2 separate regions of the Ostrinia nubilalis genome follow, and region 1 is linked to region 2. Evidence: chromatin contacts called from public Hi-C data. All regions are on one chromosome and are shown on one strand. Each heading gives the region's core, a stretch centred on a gene start, on an enhancer-like site or on the middle of the called end of the contact. The rest is flanking DNA. Distances are from core to core; before and after follow the strand shown.

Region 1 (4,452 bases), core at 512-3,011, 170 kb before region 2:
AAGAGCGCCAGCGCCAAATGTGGTTAGAACCCGAGTCCAGACCAGGCACCCTGCGCCGTTGCCCGACGCCATGAAGCAGTACCAACCGCCCAATTGGAAAGCGCTCCCACCAGCGCCTGATCTGAAATTGTCCAAAGTTGAAAATGGAATAGTCATCTCATGGAAGATCGAGGGCTATCAAGTAGACAGTTACGAGGAAATAGCTAGCTACCAACTGTACGCTTACCAAGAGACGAGTTCGCCACCAAGTACAGCTTTATGGAAAAAAATTGGCGATGTAAAAGCCTTGCCGTTACCCATGGCGTGCACGTTGACGCAGTTCATGGCAGGGTTCAAATATTATTTCGCCGTTCGAGCGGTTGATGTCAGATCTCGACTTGGTCCCTTTAGTCTGCCCGGAAGTATACTTCTCCTGAATAAAATGTAAGACTGATTATAATATCTGGTAATGTTATTTGATGCTTGCAATGTTATACATTGTAACCGCGAATACGAGTGGAACTTGGAAGTGATAGAAATATTTGTTTAGTTATTTATTGATCTTATTTGTACAGTAGGGGATTATTTAGTGTTTTATGTGTCAGATGTTGGTAACTTGGATAAAGTCGCTGTTGTAAAGCAATAATGGTTCCTGGTTTTTCAATTCTCAAGATTTACTAATTATAATGTCAAGTCAGGGAGTGAAATTTTTATGTAGACTATTGCTAATTACTTACCTAATTTGTTAGTAATAATTTCATTAGGTTACAATATTGTAGGGTAATTAATTTGTCATGCGATCCTGTAAATATTCCTAAAATGTAATATGTTTCATTAGGTCTCTATAGTCACGTATAATAAGCGCATATTTTACATAATAACATTGATTGTTGTCAAACCCATTACATGTTATTGGAAAGAAATTAGATAGGCAATTGATCGTACTCAATTTAGCCAATTCAAAACATTTTCAGTTTAGTACTTGATATTAAAATTTTAAAATATCCAAAATGAATATTTATGTGTATTATTTCATTTCTACTTACATTCCCTTTTATTTTAAATAAAACTAATCACTTTTACGCGCGATTGAAGCTATCTGGAACACTGGATCACGACTGGATGATTGATAACATCGCTTATTTTATATTTTATGTGAATAAACAGATTAAAATTAAAAATATTTTGCTTCAGAAAATCCTCAAGAAATTCAGAACCGCGCACGAACAGAAACTTTAAATATAGGCTTTACTGCCATCTATCCAGTATCCAATGTACTTACTTTAACGTAAAAGCTGTGGTAAAAGTTCCAAAAGTGCGGTTCCTCGGGCGCATTGACATTAACCAACATACAAAAAAAAAATGATTTGGTAGCTATTTGGTTTGTTTTGTGTTTTCTTTTTATATCCTTTTCAGGTTTTTTTTTTGTAAATTAATTCATTATTATTTGTGCGAGGTGATACTGTCCATGGTCATCATAACGTCTAAGTTACAAATAAATACACTATGAGAGGCTAAAGTAAATAACTTCGACACTTTAATCCTGCAGAAATCAATATAAAAAGTACGTATTCACGCACACTTGTGCCAAAAGCATTTATGCCGCGATGGCCGTGTAACATAATAATGTACCGCACATTCGAAAGCAGAAATAAATTAGGTAGATTATTTAAAAAATATGCGGGCAACATTATCTTTGACATTACGTTTCATTATGTTGGTATTAGCAAAACCACAGAGCAAAAGAGTCTCTTTTTCTTTGCCTGTCATTCAGTTTTCGATAAACTCGCGTGATAGGTGGTCGCTGTGTGTGTTGAGTGTCTGATTTTTGAGAAATAACTCGTAAACCATAAAAAACAATTTGTTAGGAAAAGTGTTATTCGATTTCATGCGTTTTGTTCAATATCCTGCGTCCTGACACGCATGTCACATGTGAGATCGCGTTTGTTTAGGTTTTATCGAAATTATTTGACGTAGATTGACAGATCGGTTTCGCAAGTAGGTAGCTTTTACGGAGGTGTTTTATTTGTGTAGGTACGTTGTGTGGCAAAATATTTAATTGGATTTGTATTTTGGTGAATTTGTAAGTGTCGTGCTACCCAAAGGGTAAGATTCCCTGTTGGTGCGGTCGATAACAGGTGTGTGCTGTGAAGTGGTGAAGCAGTCAACAATTGCGCGGTGTGTGTAGTTCGGTGAAGCATCGGGTGTTTTGATTGTGGTATAAACGCTGTGAGCCATGCTGGCTAGTCGTGGACATTGCAACGTTTTTATGCGACCGGTACGTGTAGAATATCATTACCTACTTGCTTATAATGCGCATTACTTTTACGCCTTCGCCATTCATGTTTGTATAGCCTAGCATACACTTGTATAGTCATTAGAATGTTTTCAAGTTGCAAAGCAATGGACACTGCATGCAAAATCCAAGTTGAACTGGGGCTAGAACCTCTCATATTCACAACTGCATTCATAACAATCAACCTAATGAGGTTTCATATCAAATTACAATACTTGCACTGTTATTTTGGAATTCTGAGACCAATTAATTTCCAATTAGAATTTCTATCTGTAAATAGACCGCAATGAAGTCGGTCAAAAAGTAGACCTTGTCTAACATGGATGTCAAGGATCAACAAAATCAAGTAATGGGTATTAAAATTTTTATTTTCCTTTATGTTAGATGTCTGTAGCTGATTATGGAACTAAAAGACCATACATTTACTTTATTGTTTGGTTACTATGGTAGATATTAATTGTCGCACAAACAAAAGTAAAATTGAAAAAATTACATTTTTATGTTAGCTCAATAGGTCTTTTGACCATACCACAACCAAAGGTTGTACCTGGACCACAAGCCACCATTTATAAATTTATTTATTTTAGAACACTGTACTTATGGTGGACTTAATGCTTTTCCCAGGATCATTTCCACCACAGCCTGGATTACTAAATAATTCTTTATTCGGTTGACTTCAAGAGTCGATTACTAAGGTCTTGACACTTATTTAATTTAGGTTTTAATAAACCACTTATGCCTGTTTTCACTATCAATCCCTAGTTTTTAAGTGACCTAGATAGTAACAAGTAACAGGAATTTTGTTTACATAGGGGTCACTTAAAAATTAGGGATTGTGAAAACGGGCATTAGCTTATCACCTGTGCCCTGTGGTCTGTATTTAAACTAAGAACGGACACTAGTCATTTAATAACTATTTTGTATCCATCACCCCATCTGAGATTTGAGCCTCTTATGTTGTTAATAAGACCATGAAGATGTTTACATTACATTGATTTTTGGTAGTTTTACTGCAGAAAGGTTTATGTTGAAGTAATAGAATAATCACTAGAAATTTGTAACATGGCCAATATTAAGTGTGTAAGATCTCTTTTCTTGCCAGGTGTACTTTTTGTAGGATTCACTTTAAAATCAATCAATAAAGCCTTTAAGCCTTTTAAGCTTGTAGGTACACATTGTATTCTGAAAGTAATCAAATCATGAAATAATTGAAGGGATAACCCTTTTAAATATTTTATAAAATCATATTTTTCTTGGTATGAAATACTTCATTATTGTTTTTTTGGAATGAAATAAGTCCAAACATTGAATAGTCTAAACATCTTTGTATTGTTACACTTGCACTCATAGATTTGCTGCACAGATTTTAATAAATACTAGTATGGAGATAGACGAAATCTTGAACTTTGACTTACTTGAATAAAGAAACGTGAAATTCAGATTTTTTCCATGAGACAAAAAACTTTGCAAAAGGCAGGCACCAGCTTGTGTAACACAAGGCAGATAAGCCGAAGACATTATGTATCGAGGGTTCAACAACAGCTCGTGAGTGCGTTACATAAGCACCGATCGAGCAGGATATTGGTCGCAAGGGTAGACAGAAACTACAGAAAGTCTTCCGCGGCACTTTCACTCGGGCGCCGTACTTTCGCCGGCGATGGTACTGGCAATATCTATGCAAGAAGCGTTGCGTGAACGTTTCGATGTGTTTCGGGAATAGGCAGATCTCGAACCACATACGTAACAACACGGACGTAGCTATAGTTTTGACAAGAGGGGGGTCCCTTACTGTAAAAAATAACTACTGTGCTGTAAAAATTCTGGAAGAACTCTCAAAGTCCCAAAACGTGCATAACGTGAACCGGAAAACGTAGTGCAGGAAGGCATCCTACTCGGTGGACCAACGATAGTGTGAAGGTCGCGGGAAGCACCCAGGTGCTTCCAAATGGCTTCCAATACAGGAAGGATCCAGATCCTTCCTGTATTGGAAGCCATTTGGAGTCCTTTGACCAGCAGTGGATGGCATTTGGTTGATAAGAACGAACGAAACCAACCCAAAAGCCGATATGCCTAGTCAGTATCTTCTCTCCGAAAATGTTATTATAATAATATTAGCCTTTATTCAGACATACAGAGTTTAAAATTGATTTTGAGTATAATATTATTGTAATTGACAC
Region 2 (4,835 bases), core at 516-3,015:
GATTGCATATTATAGATAGGCCTACATGCCGCGGCAGCCTAGCACTTTGGTTATCTATGTATCCAGTATGTGTGGCAGAAGCATACACATTTGGTGTTATGTACAAGTGATATTACAGAATTGTCCGATTGTCAACATAGCCAAAAGACTATATAGGATGCAAGGGGCAGGTTGGCAAACAACTGAACAGTGAATGAGAAAAATATTTTCTAGAAAAATTGCGAAAAAACAATGTGTTAATCACTGGTTCATGGAAAATATTAATAATCACTGTTTAAGTAAGGTTTTGCCAACCCGACGCTTCCTTCCTGTAGATGTGATAGTTAATATTAAATATTGTGTAGTTGTTTTTGGATACTTAAATCTATTTGTAATTCCATCAAGTACTTAGAAACATTACATGGTTCTTACCTGTAATATGACATTCTGTACTTCACTTCTAGCATTTAACATTAGATCAATGTAACTATGTATTGTAAATAGAGAAGTTTATTTTTTGTTATCATTTGTACTTCATGTTTATTTTGTGTTGAGACAGACATGATTTTTCCGTTACTCTAATTATAAATAAAGATTTTTTTTCTCATAAATCTAATTTGTATGTTTTATTACTAACATTTTAAGTTAGCACATCACAAAGCCCTGCTATAAACTATATCACAAGATTTAATTTTAAACTGCTAACAGAAAGCTGCCAAATACTCTAAGTTTCCTAGATAAAATCAATTTTCAAATAGTAACTTATGATAGAAATCAATCAAATAAGACTAATCAAATCAATTTATTTACAAGATAGCATTATGATACATTTATTTCTGTGGCATTTAAAGTTTACCATTTCCTAGCAAGACCGGCTGTGCTGTCGAAAAGCAGTGGGTTTTTAAACTCTCCTCTCACGTCCAACATGTAATGCATCCAGGTGTTCTTTACTTTTAGCGGCAATTGAACTCTTGCGTTGACTCGGCTTTCCTTACAGCACACGAACTCAAGAGGCACCTTCATTATCCGGTTCTTTCCAAAAGGAGTGTATGTTACAAACGTCACATGCTTTCCACCTTTGTTGAGGATCAGATAACGGACTGACTTGAGTGTGTACATCCATATCATAGCTATGGATCCAAAACCTGAAAAAAATATTTCAAATTAGGAAGAATTAACCTTGACCTGATTCAGCAGGGAGATGTAGGGCTACATAATGCTATACTACATGGTTAAGACCCTTAGCACAGTACAAAAGCGGTGTGATAACTATCACTCTAAGGTTTTTAATCTTGCAAAAATTATAATGTTGAGCTATAAAAAATCACATGGACTCTTACCGATTAATACACATAAAGTTCCCAAGGTATTTCTATACTTGTTTTCACCGAGATTTATTCGTCGAAACCACGGCGTGTCGTCGTCAATCTTTGATTTATCGACCGGCGCATCTCGCAAAGACGAAAAAGCAAATATGCCCAGATACGACCAAAACATATACTGTACCACTGCGAATAAGTTCATGTACTTGTAGAACTTTGGGTTTTCATATTTAAATAGAATCACGTCCTTTACTACGTTTGTATTTACATCATGGATTGTTTTTGTAGTTACGGAGCCTGAAGTCACATTTCTGACTATATTTGCGCATCCTTGACAATTGAAGGGATAACGAAGAGCAGCACTTTTCCGAAGTATTATAGAGGCATAAGATAAAAGAGTCATTTCTTCAAAATTCTCAATTTATTTTTTATTGAATAAAACATAACCTCAAATTGAAACGGGCAAACAGGGCAAACAGCTGAGGCCAATGACAGTTGTTTTTTTATTCCTTGTCTTCATAATTCAGAAACGGAGCAGTATAAAATGGCCATCTCAATTAATCTTGGCAGATCTTGGCGAATGACAAAAAGGTCAAAGACGGGTGAGTGGTGACTAGAGATGGGTTTCCACCCGGGTAAAAACCCACATGAGGGTAAAAACCCAATAAAAACCCGTTTCATTCCACCCGTGGGTGTTTACACCGGGTGAAAACAAATAATTTTATAATTATTTCAATTGGTATCTTTTCTTTATTTTTATTGAATTTTTCTCATTTAAGTTTATTGATTAATAAGTAATAAGTCAAATTTAACACTAAAATTATGCATTTATATCGTGCAAATTGTAAAATTGATCACGTTATGATGATGTGACCAATTATTTTATAAAATGGTGTTATTTGAAGAATCGTTGAACCGATTTAGAAGAAATTTAGTAGGAACACAATAATTTGTGATCATGGCAAGGACATGGAGAGGGGGGGGGGATGCCAAAGATGCCAAACTCTCTCTTTGATGACATTACGGTATAAAGTTAAAGTTACAAATAACAACACCAACTACAAAGTACTTCTGCTTAAAAACTTGAAATCGAACCGCCCTTCCGCCACTGTAAGGCATTGTAACGTTTTTCAAGACCTCCTCTCCCCCCAGATTTCATTACTTAACACTAGAACGCCCCCTTGGCAACAAATACCACTTCTCACTTTAAAAAAACTCTATTTTTGTTTTCACCCACCAGAATGGGTGATAATGGGTAAAAACCGGGTTTTTACCCAAATCACCCAGTTTTAACCCAATCGGGTGAAATGGGTTTTTACCCACTACCCATCTCTAGTGGTGACCATGAATGAAGCTACAGATAAAAATGGAGGCCACACTCCGAATACCTATAGTTCCAAAATACTGAACTGTCCTATCGATGACATTGACAGCGGGGCGCCACCGTCAATACCGAATCGCTGGTTCCGATTTTTGCCATGTTGAAAACCATAAAGTTGAACGATGGTAGCGCCCCCCTGTCATTGAGTTTGGCGGGACAGTTCAGCGTGGGTCATCTATACTTGAAGCACAAACTAAGTATCACTATCTCGCTCTCTGTGGGCAGACTCGCTCTTTCTAAATAAACAAAAAATATAAAATTGCTCAAATTCAATGAAACCAATGTAAAATCTTTATTTCTTGACATAGGTATCATTAAAAATGATAAGTGTAATTACTGGTAAAACGTTTTAGGCAGAAATTACTGTAAAAAATGTGAAAAATGTTTACAATGATCCAATGTCGGAAATCACGAAATAAACACTTACGCGTGGAATCTTATGTCACTTCCAGGACACCACGTACTACCGCAACCACGCACTACAAAATTTTGCACCAATTCTTGTGATAAAACAATTATTATTTCCTGTAAACAATCTCAAACGAAATTAACTGCTTAATAAACAAAATAGTAAACAACCGCCATGATGGGCCGGATTGGGCCGATGTTGCCACATGGTACCGATTACGCAGGAATTGGGATTGTAATTCCCTGATTCGCCAACACATTAAGCCTAGATGGCCGACAATTTTGTGATTTTTTATTTAACTAGGTAATCTTAGTTTCAAATATTAATTATTTATTTGTTTAACTTCTGATTTGGTTAGTGAATTGGCTATTTCGAAGAATTTATAAGGAGATTTAAATCAGAAGATAGCAATACTACAGTTCACACTAAAAAGAGAGGTAGGGCCGCAGAGAGCGAGATAGATATTAGGTATTTGACTCAAGTTTTTGTTCCAACTTTGCCCTCCATTTTTATCTTTAGCTTCATGGTGGTGGTGACTCGTCATAGCTCGTCACCATTGGTCTTAATAGATAAAGAGAATTTGGTGAAAAATAAACCAACTGCCCGTGCCGTTTGTTGTTGCTTGCCTTTATTGCTAATTAAGTCTTATGATGATGATATTGCTATTATACACAATTTTTCAAGCCTCTGAAGTATACGCGCGCCCACTCTAAATTGAAGCTTTTATTGCAAAAGTGATTTGGTTTTAAAAATGAAAAATCTTAAAGTAAAATCGCATCAATAACGGTTGCATTTCTTTTCACCCCGTTTTTTGTCTATGATCAAACCAACCACAGCGTAGGGTGAATGAATCACTGTTTAAAAATATATAGATTGTCTATACTTGTTCTCGGCGTCTTCGTCATTGTATTGCTCTTGTAATATTTGCAATTTATTTGATAAAAATGTTGTTTTGCAAAAGCCAATACTTTTAGAGTGTGTTTTGCACTAATTGCAAAACAAACAGCGTATCGCGTTGATCGCATTCGTTTTATAAGCACAACTACCAAGATGGCTGATATAAAGGTAAGCGAGTTTGGCGGCAGTTTAATTGCTAACGGTCACATTGTATTTATTTTTGTTATTGTTCGCATGCTAATTGCGATAACTTGAGCGTTTTTTCGAGCTGATCCTAATAACTATTACAATCAATACACGTTTACTGAAGGAGCATTAAATTATTGCATGTAATTTTATGTAAAATGGTGGTACTGAATTTATGATCATTTACATTCCTGTTTTCCGATATTGAACCCTATTGCCCTTTCGGTTGTGGTCAGTCAGTTATGTTTAAAAAAATGCTAATAAACTACCCTCTCCTTGCTATTATTGGGAAGCAACCGAAACTAACTTGTCTATGCTATTGGTATGATTACTCCAGTGGTGCAATATTTTTCTTCTGAACTTTGGCTGTGACTTCAGGTTTTTTCTTTTACTCTATTTTAATTTATCTTATATCTCAAGCATAATAAATTTGTCATAATTATTATTATTATTCTGTCTAATGGCTTCAATGGTGCGAATTTACAACACACTGGTTTTGCCATCGAGTGTTTAGAGAGACATGGTGGACAGTGGAATTTGAAAGTTGCCCGGTGATAATTTAATTAATTGTCATAATAAAATGAAAATTTTGGCTCTAAAATGTTTATTAACCTACTAACTAATAAATTGCAGCCAAGAAGTAATTTTTTTCAATGAATTA

What was found. Hi-C and Micro-C count contacts between places; a contact is called where the count stands out from the background.
Region 1: a Hi-C map of whole body shows a contact between it and region 2, with 4 times the contacts expected there. The contact joins the promoter of LOC135077256 here to the promoter of LOC135077731 in region 2. A contact is called at or near these places in 4 of 5 Hi-C or Micro-C datasets (whole body and whole larva).

The regions. Positions count from the first base shown.
Region 1 is chr13:13,171,691-13,176,142 of ilOstNubi1.1, reverse strand. It overlaps LOC135077256, which reads left to right and starts at 1,761. Exons shown (of 4, transcript XM_063971793.1): 1 at 1,761-2,257. It overlaps LOC135077715 (activating transcription factor 7-interacting protein 1), which reads left to right. Exons shown (of 4, transcript XM_063972285.1): 4 at 1-994. The coding sequence ends at 427.
Region 2 is chr13:13,006,202-13,011,036 of ilOstNubi1.1, reverse strand. It overlaps LOC135077731 (transmembrane protein 223), which reads right to left and starts at 1,765. Exons shown (of 2, transcript XM_063972307.1): 1 at 1,320-1,765; 2 at 763-1,124. The coding sequence starts at 1,704. The coding sequence ends at 832. It overlaps LOC135077732 (E3 ubiquitin-protein ligase RNF144A), which reads left to right. Exons shown (of 6, transcript XM_063972308.1): 6 at 1-593. LOC135077695 (DNA topoisomerase 2) reads left to right here and starts at 3,970. Exons shown (of 18, transcript XM_063972266.1): 1 at 3,970-4,156. The coding sequence starts at 4,142.